2 separate regions of the Mus musculus genome follow, and region 2 is linked to region 1. A link is a contact called in public HiChIP or PLAC-seq data. All regions are on one chromosome and are shown on one strand. Each heading gives the region's core, a stretch centred on a gene start, on an enhancer-like site or on the middle of the called end of the contact. The rest is flanking DNA. Distances are from core to core; before and after follow the strand shown.

The links. HiChIP or PLAC-seq counts read pairs in DNA pulled down with a chosen protein or histone mark.
Region 2: a contact with region 1 is called in a FOXA1 HiChIP or PLAC-seq map of pancreatic cancer cells. The contact joins two enhancer-like sites. A contact is called at or near these places in 1 of 15 datasets of contacts at CTCF or cohesin (the NIH/3T3 cell line) and 2 of 115 datasets of contacts at active chromatin or transcription factors (CD8 T cells and pancreatic cancer cells).

The regions. Positions count from the first base shown.
Region 1 is chr13:5,342,232-5,349,777 of GRCm38.p6, forward strand. No RefSeq gene overlaps it. Among named protein-coding and RNA genes, the nearest start is that of Gm40659, 87 kb to the left of the region's middle. Within about 2 kb of position 3,675, at least 52 of the 459 cell types and tissues checked have an H3K27ac peak or open chromatin away from gene starts, as enhancers often do. A contact at or near this core is called in pancreatic cancer cells, where this site is marked.
Region 2 is chr13:5,675,115-5,682,561 of GRCm38.p6, forward strand. No RefSeq gene overlaps it. Among named protein-coding and RNA genes, the nearest start is that of Gm35330, 46 kb to the right of the region's middle. Within about 2 kb of position 3,102, at least 5 of the 459 cell types and tissues checked have an H3K27ac peak or open chromatin away from gene starts, as enhancers often do. A contact at or near this core is called in pancreatic cancer cells, where this site is marked.

The DNA.
Region 1 (7,546 bases), core at 2,425-4,924:
TTGGGGTCCCCAGTCTGGGTCTGATGGTTGGCTATGAGTATCTGCCTTTGTATTAGTCAGGTAACCATCTCTTCCCACAGCTTCTTTTCTTGCTTCTGTCTTTCACAATCCTGAGCCCTGAAGGACTTGACAAGAAGATGCAAGGTACATATAGTCTATTTATGGAATTTCTTTCACTCTCTTAGGTTATTCTGTGTATGGTGAGAACTCACGAAATGAGAACAGAAGACAGTCAAGGATACTCATGGGATGAGAATGACAGAAACATTCAATATAGAGGACTCTTAAAAGTCACTGACATATGAAACTAATAACAGATTCATGCCACATGTTATACACAAGCTACCTTAAAAATATGCTGTTGGCTAAGGAGATATAATAGAAACTGTTCTGAAAATCCTATATGAAAAGCAACTAAGATTTAATAAAAGCATAGGATTTTAGAGACTATTTCTAGATGCCTTACATTTTCCTCTAAGAAGCACTGCTGAAGCAATTAGAAACCCCAGGACAAAGTCCTCAGACATTCAATCAACACTCGACATAGTTGTACTCTAAAAATAAACACAAAGAATAACAAGAATATCCTCTGCATCAAGGTGGCAAAATCCAAAGAACACAAGGAGTGGGAAAATTAAGAAAGACAACAGATAGCATGGAATGAATTAAGTTAGGTTCTAAAAGTGTCAGGTGCGTGGAGATGAGCTACATTTCTCTCCATTCGAGAATCTTGCAGTGATGATGGAGGACCCCAGAAATGTAGAGAGAAATTTTAATGTGACTCTTACTTTACATTTACTTGATGTGAGTTATACCCCCAGATGATGCTGCAACTCCGGGTTTCTTTTTATTCTTGATCCAGCTTAGTATGAAGAGTGTTAAAATGGCCTGAGCCCCAAACCCAAAATTCAGATGTTGAAATGGGCAACACAGTAAGACCCTGTCTCCGCAGAGTGAGAGCAGAAAGGATGGAGAGCATAGAGAGGGTGGAGAGGAAGGAGAGGATGAAAAGGATGGAGATGGTTGAGAGGATGGAGGAAAGGGTAAAGATGGAGAAGGTGGAGCACATGGAGTGGGTAGAGAGGGTGGGGAGGTGACTCAGAAGTTATGTGTTCTTACTCTTCTTGCTCAGGTTCTAATATTAGCTCCCAGCATCAACATTAGGTGGCTCCCAACCTCCTGTAACTCTGACTCCGTGGTATAAGATGCTCCACTCTGTTCTCTGCAAATATCATTCAAATATATACATATATAGAAATAAATATTTTAAAAGAAAACAGGGATATTTTTTGCATTTGCTACTAGTGTCTATTTAGGGTGAAGCTCGAAGTGACAAAGAATATTTAGAGATGAGCAAATGCTCAGATTTTATGCAAAAAGGAGGCTAACAATTAGGTTGTTTGGTTTCTCATAATCATGCTGAAGAATTTGAGAATGTGAATGATGAAGTCAGGATGCTAAATTCTTAGGAAATGCTCTATAAAAGGAGCTTACAAATTTTGCTTGGAAAGGCATTTTTATCTTTTCTTGTCGTTGATTATGTTATTTAAATTTTATTCTCTTTTTTAAAAATTCATTTATTTACATCCCAAATGCTGCCCCTCCCAGTTCCCTCCTCCAGGTTCCATGCCCCCATTCCCTTCACCTTTGAGAAAGTGTTCCTTCCCTCCTTGTATTCCCTACTTTGGTGCATCAAGTTTTTGCAAGATTAGGTGCATCCTCTCCCACTGAGGATGACAAGGCAGTCCTCTATTACATATGTGCCGGGGGTGGGGGGTGGTGGTGTTTCAGAACAGCCTGTGTAGGTTAGTGTTTTAGTCCTTGGGAGTTCCAAAGGGACATGGTTAGTTTACACTGTTGGCCTTTTTTTTTTTTTTTTTTTTTTTGTAAATGAAGAAAATACCTAATTAAAAAAACAAACAAACAAACAAACAAACAAACAAAAAAACAAGTAAAAAAGGTATTCTTATCTTATAGCCAGAGGGTAAATACTTCTGAAAATAAAACTTAAGTTTTGGTTAGACCAATTGTAGCCCACACTAAATTCCAGAGCGTAAAGGGCCTTTTTAATTAAAATTAGAACAATGACTCTGAACCAGTTGGGTCCAGGAATTTGGGATTAGAATATGTGAGCAAATTTTGGTGAGGATATGAACATAGAGTCCTGCCTTCTGACAGCCTTTCTTGCAGTCCAATGTAGGCAGAGTCTATTCTGTCACAGGACTTCAGTACCACATTCTAACATGCAACTCCCACCAATGGGAATTCGATCAAGATTCCTGCTAACCCTAAAAGTCTACTACAATTATTTCATTTCCATTGAAATCTGTAGTTAGACTCAATTCTCAAATTGTGGTAGACTGATTCACACCCAAGCAGTTGCATGTCTGGCCAGTTTTCATCAGCAAAAATAGGGGTAAAATGGCAGTGTATCTTTAGGGCATTGTATTGAGACTGAAAATAAGCAAGAAATGGAGCATGTCAAGCTGAACATAGGGATATGTTTCCTGACTCAGTGTTTTAGATTTGGAAATGGGATGGCTTTAATTAGTATTTGGTTGATTGAACCGAATAATAGACCCAGAAGCAATTTACCCAAACTGGAGTTGAAATGTATACTATTCCTGTTGTATAGAGAAAGACTCTCAAAAGCAAAAGTGGATTTATAATAACAAATCAGCTCACATACTTGGACAAGCCCTTATTCAAGATTTCATACTTGATCATGAACCCTAAAGTTACAGTTCATCATAACTAAGTATAATTTTATTCATCAAAGTACTTTTTACACTTTTAAAATTTACATATTTATTTTTTAAATTTTTTATTAGATATTTTCTTTCATTTACATTTCAAATGATATCCCAAAATCCCCTATACCTCCCCTCTGCCCATCTATTTTTATATATTTTAATTTACCCTTTAAGAATTTAATACATGTGGAATTGTTTCTGTCCCATTTCTCCATTAGACTCCTGGATCCACACAGACATCCTTGCAACTTCATTTTCCTCGTCTTCTTATTTTTTTAAATATAAATAAGCCACTGAATTTAATTTGTGCTCTCCACATGCACATGTATGTGGGGACATGCACAGAAGCATGGTCAACCAACCACAAATTACAGCTCTAAAGAAAGCTGCCTTTTCCTCCCCTGGCAGTCCTTTGGGTATTTATACTTTTTAATTTAATTTTTTTTTTACATTTCTAAAAAATTTTTACATGTACTTAAAAATTCTGAATACAAACAAGATTGACACTTTCAAATTTTACTTAGCTAAGATAACTGAAACTCATTTAGGTTTGTGAATTTTTTCCTATTGTTAAAAATAACAAATATATGTGTTTAGCCATCCTTTCAGATGGATGAGACATCCAAATGATAGTAGATCGATGGTAAATGTATTCAGCTGTAAGCAATGCATTTAACAGCAGCTGAGGATAAATATTAATGAAAAATAGTTCACTACACAAGCTCGACATGAGAAGTCATTAGGGATATATCTACGATAAAAATACACCACAGCCTGACTGCAAAGAAAGTGAGATGTGTGGGAAATGACTTCTACAAGAGGGCAAAGTTCCCTGGAAAAAAAAAAAAAGATAGTTCAATTTCCTCTCCCCAAGCTGTCTTTTTAAAATAACATGACATACCACACATTTTGACACAACTCCACATGACTCAGGGGCCTTTCTTTAAATAAGACCAGAACACATTCATGGAGCCTGAGTCACCTCTAACCCTCCGAACTTGGTGAAGATTACTGATCAGCCCTCATTCCTAAGTCAGTACGGGAAAGTTCTGATTTGGGCAGTTAACCGAACATTCTGTTTTGCAGTAAACAAGTTATGGTTTTCCTTCTTTCCTTCTTGCCTCACCCAAAAAGGGAAAAAATGCATGTAATTTAAAAATGTGCTTTTCTACAATAAACAAAAACTCCTCATTTCTTCAAACTAAGCGATGTTTACGGAGATGACTTAGAAATATATGAGAAAATAAATAACTCATTAACATAGAAAATCAATCCATGATAGGCTCCCTTTGGAAAACTGTTTCCTCCGAGATAATTAATCCAGGAGAATATTTGTTCTTCCAAGATCAGGGAGATCCTTCTAGAGAAGGCTAAAATTTAAGACTGTTCTGAGGATGGAAAGTGAAGAAATGCGGCTGCGCCTCTTTGTTACACACAGCACTCATCACATACTGGGGTGTTTGTGATTTCACAATCCTATCCACAATATTAAAAGCCTGTATTTTCTGTTTGTTTTTTTTTTTAATAGCTATGATACAGTGGGATATGGTAATGAAACTGTTGAACTTTCAGGAGGCTAGATAAGGTATTGTCTTTTCTTGCTAAGCTGTAGTCTTAATTTCCCTTATTTAAAATGATAAAGGTAGTGTTTACATCACATGTGAACAAAAATATCTAATGCATACAGACATCTATTGTTTGGATTTTGTGTCCATCACAAGAGTTAAGAGCAACAAATAAAGAGTTGTCATGCCTGACCAAACTCTGAAGGCTTTGGAACTTCACTCACTGGATATTTCCAGGGATGGGAATCAGTTGACAAAGACTTGTGGTCACTTCCTATGAATGATGTCTTTTCCAGGAAGTGGTATACCCATTACCGTCTATAGTATTATGTGTTAATCATTTCGTGTCTCTCTCAGGTATTCAAATCATCAGCCTGAACAGTGATGGCTAGATGGCTGTGATTGCTCTCCAAAACTCCTGTCCCATTTCCCCAGTCATCACTAATATACAGAGACAGAGACAGAGAGAGAGAGACAGAGAGAGAGAGACAGACAGAGACAGAGAGACAGAGAGACAGAGAGGCAGAGAGACAGAGAGAGGCAGAGAGACAGAGACAGACAGAGACAGAGACAGAGACAGGCACAGGCACAGGCACAGGCACAGGCAGGCACAGGCACAGGCACAGGCACAGGCACAGGCAGGCACAGGCACAGGCACAGGCACAGGCACAGGCACAGGCACAGGCACAGGCACAGACACAGACACAGACACAGACACAGACACAGACACAGACACAGAGACACAGACACAGACACAGACACAGACACAGGCACAGGCACAGACACACACTCAGACACAGACTCGGGAACAGACAGAGAGACAGAGTAGGGATTCAAGCTTTTAACTTGAGACAAGATTTCTTTTTTCCTCACAAACAACCAACTCTTTTTTTATATATCTCATTTCCCCCTTTTTTATTAGCTATTTTCTTTATTTACAATTCAAATGCTATCCCAAAAGTTCCCTATACCCTCCCCCTGTCCTGCTCCCCTACCCACCCACTCTCACATTTAACAACCAATTCTTACCATCATATAATATAGCAAAAAAAAATCTTTCAAGAAATAGTCATGTTCCAGGTGAGCCAATGTTCTTCACAGGTCTGAAAGAACACATCCTGATGGGAAATGACTGTGTGTTGTGTTCTTTTGAAAGGCTTATTGACAAAAACAGATGGTGCAGGTGTCTGCCTGCAGTTGTAATTGTAGTGACCTTCCTGTAACTAAAACAAACACCCAAACACCATCTCATCTCATCTCCTGGCTGCCATTAAAAGTCTTACTTTTTTTGTCCTGGAAACAAACATTTTTAAAATTTTAATAGAAAAGAAGGAATCAAGAACATATAAAAGAAGGAAACACGCACTCAGGTAGAGAGAGAGAGACAGAGAGAGGGAGAGAAAGGGAGAGAGAGACAGACAGCCATCAAATAAATAAACAGCACAAAGGCTCCTGTGGTTGTCAGGCTCAGATACTGAAGATCAGACTTAAGCAACACATGTCTGGCTGCTGAGACAGAGGGACTGGAATAAATCCAGCAAGGACACATCTGGGAGTGCCAGTGTGTGAATGCAGTTTAGCTGGCCTCCCACACAACAGGAATTCCACCAGAAGTATGTGCTCTGGGTGGAAGAGAGCAAAAATGTGTTCAGAATATCACTAAGGAGACCCAGATGCATTATCTCGGCCAGAGTGCAGAAGACAGTGCAGAGAGTGAATGGTTCCCAGACTAAAGCAGACAGTGTGCTTTATTGACATTGGTGGAGCTGGGCATCGGAAAGAAGGGACGAGAAATACTCAGTATACTGAGAAGGATGAGACGCTTGAAAGCATCAGGACATATTTCCGGAGCTTTCAAAACCAATAATGTCTGTGGCATTTTGCAGGCAAAGAATGATCAAATTAAAGGCATTTTAATCTTCCTGCTCCAGGTTTTGGCTGTCATAAGTTCACCTTTAAAATATCAAGGCAGTTGCTCCTCCTGAGTTTGCTTCTCTATAACAGGTTGTTTTTATAACCAACATACAATTTTCAGAATGAGTTTTGGTGCAAGAAATATATTTGATCTTACAGTTACAAAAGTGTTTTTGGCTTCCAGACTCACTTTGAAAGAAGACACATGTGTGGGCTATCATGTGTGTTTATTTGCAGAGCTTTGATCTTTTAAAATGTGTCTTCAGTAGCTTAGTTCTGCTTAAATACTCCTAAATTTTACCATTATAAATAAATAAATATACATACATTTATATTTGTGTTTTATCATTTTTTAATTCACAGTTTAAATAAAAATATATCTTTCCATTAATACAGAAAAATAGTTGTAGATATGAACATACATTTCAAATAGTCATCCTCCCACAAATTACATGTCTAGTCAAAGGGGACTTAACAAATCCAGCAAAACGCTTTTCTGAACTGTGTCAATTCTGTTTACCTGAGACATTTTAGTAGTTCATTCTCTCAGTTGGATGCATATTAACATGTATAAGCTAGCTGTGACATCATATATCAATTTAAATTTTTATAGTGTATAGCTTTATTTTTTATTAGATATTTTCTTTGTTTACATTTCAAATTTTATCCCCCTTTCTAGTTATCCCCTCAAAAAAAATCCCCATACCCTCCCCCTCCCCCTGCTCCCCAACCCATCCACTCCCACTTCCTGGCCCAGGTATTCCCCTATACTGGGGCATAGAACCTTCACAGGACCAAGGGCCTTTCCTCCCTTTGATGACCAACTAGGCCATCCTCTGCTACATATGCAGCTAGAGACACGAGTCCCACCATGTGATTTCTTTGGTGGTTTAGTCCCAGGGAGCTCTGGGGTTAGTGGTTAGTTCATATTGTTGTTCCACCTATGGGGTTGCAAATCCCTTCAGCTCCTTGGGTACTTTCTCTAGCTCCTTCATTGGGGACCCTGTGCGCCGTCCAATAGCTGACTGTGAGCGTTCACTTCTTTATTTGCCAGGCACTGGCATAGACTTACACGAGACAGCTATATCAGGCTCCTGTCAGCAAAAACTTGTTGGCATATGCAATAGTGTCTGGGTTTGGTGGTTGTTTATGGGATGGATCCCCAACTGGGACAGTCTCTAGATGGCCATTCCTTCCGTTTCTGCTCTGAACTTTGTCTCTGTAACTCCTTCCATGGGTATTTTATTCCCCCTTTTAAGAAGGACTGAAGTATCCATACTTTGGTTTTCCTTCTTCTTGAGTTTCATGTGTTTT
Region 2 (7,447 bases), core at 1,852-4,351, 330 kb after region 1:
GTAAATTTATTATGAAATTCAAAATCCTTTCCATAAGACTATTTTATGAAAAATATATAAGGGAATACAAAAACAAATCAATTCAAGTTCATTAAAAATAAAATATCTTTTTGAATTTATATTCAAATTTAAATGGTAAGTACCTAAATCTGCAGAAAATGTACATTTCAGAATCTTCCCAAGAACTTCCCCTATGAGACCTATTCTGTGCCAGAAGCTTGCTGGCCAATCTTCTCTATATAAATACATCAATGAGCAGATGCTTTTTTTCTCCATATCAATGTTATTATACCATCAGACAAAGGGGTGAGTGGGCTCAACTTTCACTGGAAACTGATGTCTTTGTGAGGATTTGAAACTCAGACAATTTTACAGAGGTGGCTATCTTTCCACCCTGTCACAGCAGATGATAATCAATCTCCAGGACTTGTGTGTTTTTAGAGAGTTTCTGAATTTTATTCAACACAAAAATCAATTGTGGTTCCCAGAGAAATTTTGGATTAAAAAATTAGCTTTGTCACCAACTCGGGAAAAAAAAAAGGAGAAAAATTCATTAGTAGCCACCATGCTGTAGGTTTTGGTGAAACATTAGTTCTACCCCTTCCTTTGTGACTTAATTGATCTCTTATAAAATGCAGCTAACAGGAATCAGGTTGCTCTACAGGAGCTGAGCAACCAGAAAGTGTGAATTATGAAGCTCTATGATGTGGTGCATTATCCAATTCAGAGCCCATTACGTAGAGAGCAGAATGTTGCCATGGAAATAGGATAGGTCTCAGCTCCTTCTGAATGGGATTCCTCTCAGGGGCAAGGCCTCATTGTCAAGCTGATTGAATTCTCTGTCTCAATTTTCTATCAAGCATAGTAGTACTGCCTGCTCTTTATTATCACTATAGATATTGAGTGATTTATTTGATAACCTTTCATTAAAGGAGTTTAATATATGTCATTTTTAATCATTGATTCAAGTTTATATAAAAAAAAATAAAAAGAGCCATGGTTATTCATACCAATGTCTGCTGAAAATAAAAATTTCAAAGTTAAAAATGTACCGTGGTGATTCTCAGTGGTAACCTTGAAAGTCTAATCCAGTCAGAAAGCCATAGAAAGCATATATACCACAAACTTCTCACAGCAAGGTTGTCTTTGAGCAATTAGCAGGAGAAAAAAATCAGGATACCCTCCCAGAAGTGAGAACATGGGTTAGAAGATGAGAAGCCTACGCTGGAGGGAGAGGAAGAGGCATGTCTAGAAAATAACATTTGCTCCAGTTAAAGCAAGGTGATAGCCCTTTATAGAAAACCTTAGATGTTTGGTCTTTGGCTTTGAGAGATTCGTAATAAAATATTACTAGTACAGATGATATGCATGGGATAAAGAGAGCAGCACATTCATTTGTTTGGGAACAACAGGAAGTACGGGAAAGCTGAAAGAAACAAGATCAGCTGTGAATATGCTGCTTCTGTTTCAGGATTCTGTGAACAAAAAGTACTGTTGCATCCCTTACTTGAGATAAAAAGAAAGAACCAAAATAAGTCTTCTCTTACAAATAACTATAGATAGTTCCAAGTATTTTATCAGATTGCTCAGGAGCTAATGTTTGATTTAATGGCAAATGAGATAATAATAATAAAAAGTTAATCTTCATCCCCAATGAAGGAGGCAGAAAAAGCACCCAGGGAACTAAAGGGGTCTGAAGCCCCGTAGCAGGAACATCAATATGAACTAACCAGTACCCCCAGAGCTCCTTGGAACTATACCACCAGTCAAAGAAAACACATGGTGGAACTTGTGGCTCTAGCTGTATATGTAGCAGAGGATGGCCTAGTGGGTCATCAATGGGAGGAGAGGCCCTTGGTCCTATGAAGGCTGTATGTCCCAGTATAGGGGAATGCCAGTACCAGGAATGGGAGTGTGTGGGTTGGGGAGCAGGGGGAGGGGATAGGGGATTTTTGAAGGGGAAACTAGGAAAGGGAATAGCATTTGAAATGTAAATAAAGAAAATATCTTTAAAAAAAGATTAAAAATAAAAAAGTTAATTTTCATCATATGAAATGAAATGCCTTTCTAAATTCTTTCTCCACATGCAAAGTTTGCTTAGTCACAAATGTCAAAGGCATGATTTCCAAAAGAGTTTACGTATATATACAAATTAAGCCATTGGTAAATGCAATGTAAATCTGATGTCTCAGGGAAGTAAAACCTGCAAGGGTAAAGTCAAGGTTAGTTTTTCAAAACTGGAAACCAGATTCAATGGAGGTAAGGGCTGTCTGTTAGACCTCTATGGTACACCAGGATGCACTCAGACATGCAGTCATTATCATAGAAACATTTTGTTGAATACCAACAGTGGGTATTCTTTTGGAGTGTGTCTAGGAGAAGATTCGTCCTAGAAATGAAATGAGGAGGTCTTCAGCAACATAGTGGAACAGGCCGGGGTCTGAATGCCTGGGAGTATTAAAGAGAAAAATACTTCAGACTTCTGCACCATGTCTGATCAGCATCAGGAAAATTACAATGGGCCAGAGCAATGGCTCAGCAATTATGAGTACTAGGTAGTCTTGCAGAAGACTTGGGTTTGATTCTTAGCACCTACTAGGTGGCTCACAACATTCTTTAATTCCAGCTCCTGAGGATTCAATGACCTTGTCTGGCTTCTATAGGCACAAGGCATGTATGCAGAGCATAAATTTGTATATAGTTAAAACATACAAGCACATAAAATTAGAAGAAGAAAAAAAGAAAAGAATGAGAGAAAGAAAAACAGAAATGGGAAAATAAAAAGAAGAAATGTAGTTGACTCTTTAGAGAGAGAGAAATAACATTCCTTTATAGGGTTATAGGAATTCAAGTTACTTCTTTAAGTACTACAGATTGTTTTTTTTTTTTTAATCTAAATATTATAGTGATGTGTGACAACACTTTTCCTGGAGAAATCCAAAACACATTTACTCATCCCAGATAAGGATCCCAGAAAGATCAATATGTGGATACCACTGAAGTCCACATGATGAACTAATGAGTTTTATTGGGGTTACTTACAGGAACAGATGTGAGGCGTTATTTACAGGAGCAGGAATGATTCAAGGCCAGCTGAATCACCCAAGCCCGCTCCAGCATGGGTGACAGCTCACGTAATCTGGGAACTTCTAGGACACTGCACAGCCTGTAGGTAGTTCATCAGTTCAGAGAAGCTCCTTTGCCAGAGACTCAGTTGATCTAAACCAGTTTGGGTCAACATTTTTGCTTCTTGCAGAATCTTCTTTGCACCTTGGATTGTCTAAGAGTGATTCTCTGCAGTCTTTACTGTTTACTCTTTCCAAGGAGGGTCTTTGAGAATCCGGTTAGTTTCATGGGCTTCCTGAAGCTATTTTGAGTTGTTCAACTTCTGGACTAAAAAGCATCCCTGTTGTATGGAATGTTGAGGAAACTGCTTCACAACTCAGGGGAAGTCAAAGAGGTAAAGACCTTTGTGATGTTGTAGCTAGGAATGGCATGCAATCTTGTCAAAAGCAGTTTGTGTTTTCTTCACACAAGAGTCAGTATATGCTGATGCCTTTGTCTGTTTGGAACTACAACAGAACATTATAGGCTGGGTAAATTACAAATAAAGAAGAAATGTATAAATACGTTTATACATTTATAAACTACAGTTCTTGAGACCAGGAAGTTCAAGAGCAAATGAACTTCTGTGTTTTCATGCTGAGTTATTTTATCCCAAGAAGAGGATGGTTAAGAGAGTAGAAGTCAGGAAGCCTGGAATTCCTAGCTCCAAGCTCCTTATACTGACATGATTCCAATCATGAGGATGGAGCTCTCATGAGCTCAACATCTCCCATTCTGAGCTGGCATCTCCAACCTCCCAGCACTACCCCATCAGGGATGAAGCCTACAACACATGCCTTTAGAGAAACATACTCAGAACACCGCACTAAAGTAGGAAAAAATATAAAAAACTCAAAATTTTTGAGGTATCCCTTCCAAATTTTCTTACAACGCATTGTAAGAAAATGCTAACTATATTTCTAAGACATCTCTTGTCCTAATGTTAGAATGGATAAAATGCCTAATGAAAATGTCTCTGCAAACTCTTAATACTCTTGTCTTGGGCTGTGTTTATTAAAATTACAATTGGAGAAAATGGAAAAATCCATAGCACAGATTATCCAATTCAGATCAAGGAAAGATTTCATCCCAGTATCCCTGGTTTAGGGAGCCTCCAAAATTAAATTCCAGTTTTGAGTCCAGAAAAAATATCTCAGTGGATGTTGGCTATCAAGCCTAATAAAACCTAGGATATACTGGGTATAAGATGAGAAATATCTTCTGCAAGTTGTCCTTTGACTTTCCCGTGCATGTTACATGTAACACACACACAAGACACACACAAACACAAAGACACATACACACACATACACACACACACACATACACACAGACACACACACACACCAATAAATAAGTAAATGTAATTTTAAAAAATTGAAAATTCCCCTTTCAACTCATTTGAGTTTTGTTATATACTTTTCTAGTTTTTTTTTCCCTTGTGAGTAAATACTGACAATTCCTGAAAATAACCTTAAGATTAAGGGTTATGATCACTAACTATTAGATTAGATTTCGAAACAAAATTGTTTCAGTGGTTTGAGTCATTTCCTGTACCTGAATTATAGGCTATGAACCGTTTGCATACATGGTTGTCAACTGCTTATACAAAGGGCAATTCCATGCCAAAATATGCTTCCATTTATGTTTCTTCTTTAATCCTGTCTCCTTGGAGAGTGTAAGCTCTAGTAAAATGAATGGTCCTTGAACTTGAATAGAGCAGCACCATCAGTAGAACAGCATATATATGTATATATACCTTATAAAAGGTATGTTTCCATCACATATCCTCAGCCCTCTTCCAATAGTAGCCAGGATGATGTTTTATGCCTCAGTTTCCAGGCTTCTGACTTTATTTTTCCCTAAAATCGTCCACTTGGAACTTGCATCTAGTGCCAGGACAGATCTTTCATAAGATGTGGTGAGCACAGAAGAACTGGCTACCGAAGATGGCAAGAGGATGCCTATTGCTGGAATGAGACACAGCTCCTTTTGTGATTCATTAAGCAGAAAGATGATATATTTGGATGTTTTATTGTAGAGCAAATCTACTGCACTGCATCAAAAATTTTCTTGAAAACTACACATGAGACAAATTGTATCTGAGAAGTCAAGAAACTTGATAAGCTTCTAGAAATCCTGTAGTGACCTAACACTTTTCATTTCCTATGGGTGTGGTTTTGATCATCAGCTCCAGCTCTGTGAAAAGGCATGAAGGCTCGTGTTTAGTGACTTACAGGGTATTTTTTGTATGCAGAATTCACAAAACAATAATGTCTTGAGAAGTTTAACTGTAAATTTGTTCATTTCTACAGTTGGATATGAAGGTTTTTAAGCACAGATAAATCAAACTCCATATTCTTTTACATCTTTGAGTAGGATGGCTACATATAGAGTGTCTAAAGAAATTTAAAACTAAAATCCTTTGCACATACTCTAATTTATAAAAGGATAAAGTCCAATTTGCAAAGTCACCAGTCTCCTGTAGTGGCAGAAACATACCTGAGAGCAAGCATGACTCATGCTGAATTCATAAATCCATTGCAAGTGTAATTCAAATTTACTATCTAGCTACTGAAAAAAACACACCAAATCTTGCTGAGATGTTGACAGGAGCTCCAGAGCAGGGCTGCCTGGCTATTGGTAACAATTCAAAACATTTCCACAGATTACCAATCCCTGTATCAGATCTTGGGGACCGGGCTGAAATGTTTTGAGCATAACTTACTTCAAAGCAGAGTGAAATGAATATAGCTGTGAATGTGTTCATGAATGCCCTGTCATCATTGAGCTAGTATTTTTAAAATAAATGACAAATTGTCACAACTATTATTTTCCTCTGGAAAATAATGTGTAGTGTGAGAGACAAATAGGAAAATTGCTTCAATATGCTGGATTCTGCAGGCATCACCCAACCAGGTCCTCCCTTGGACAGGTGAGATCTGAGTCAAGGCCTTCCACCAAGGTAGTATGTGATAGTCTGTATCCACAATATCATACCTGCATAGGGAGGTGATCACAAATGCACTTGCTATAGTTTGGATGCTAACTGTCCTTCACAGGCTCCTGTGATTGGTCACTAGATCTCCAGATGGTGCTGATATTTTGAGAAGTGGTGGAACCACTGACCACTGAACAATGACACCTGTCTTGTTAAAACACAACGATGGGAGGATCTTGAATTCTATTCTTCTTCCAATCCCAGGCTAGCTGGCTGCTTCCTGATCTGCCAAGATGTAACATATCATGCAGCATGCTTTGACCTCCACTCCTGTACCCCACAGAGTCATCACAGACAAGTAGTTTCTGAAACAAGGAGTTAAAATAACTTCATTTCTCTTAAGAAGCTTCTTTGTCATGTTTTGTCATAGTGACTGGAGAAAAAGTGCTAACTAATAGAGTTGTACTTTGTTTTCCACTATTTTGATGCTATTCTCTTCTAAAATTAACCCCAAAGAGATAGGGACACAAAGTTTTCTCCTAGGATTCCTCCAGAAACAGCTGATTTCTGTAGCAGCCCATATTAATTTTGATGTTTGATATTGGGTGACTTTTTCTTGGGTATTATGAACACATTTATTCATCCCTGATAGTAAACCAATCACATACCAAAAAAAAAAAAAAAAAAAAAAAAAAAACAATTCTATTTATGTCTCTATAAATGGAGAGATTCCTAGAGTATGGGCGACTCAAAGGCAGCTGTAGCACTTTGAAGACCATCTCACTGTGAGGTGACTCTTCAATCTCCTTAGTGATAAAGTGTTGGTGGTTTTTATCTCCCTGAGAGGATTCTGCTACACCTTGTCTGAATCTCAGCTTCTTGAGTCTCATGAGTTCCAAGAGATTCCAAGCCATTTGTGTTACAGTTAGCTTCCTGAGTCTTGTGGGCATCCCGTGTCCCCCAAAGAGAGAATGTTATAGAGTCTGCCATGCAGCTAAGGCAAGCTGTCAGGATCTGGGTGAATGAAGCAGAACTCATTTCTGAGGCAAAGTCTTCCAATTTTGCATATAGTGTAGCCAGATAAGAAGATGCTATTTACCATGGCCACCAGCCACTTGCTTCATGAGGCTTGTCAGTTTGCCACTCAGCTCTGACGCTGAGAGTCAAAGTCAAGGAAGGAAGGAAGGACATAATGGATAAGAATTTTATAACATATAGTAAGACATAACTTACACAAAAACAGATACTGCTAACAAATCAACATCCATACTTGCCACCATGTTTGTAATTTCAATAAACAAACCCAAAGATTCAACTCATATCCTACAAGTTGCCTGTGTTGTATCCCTAACTGTAGAGTTTAAAGATTATTTGCTTCAGCCCCAGAAGTCACAAAGGCAT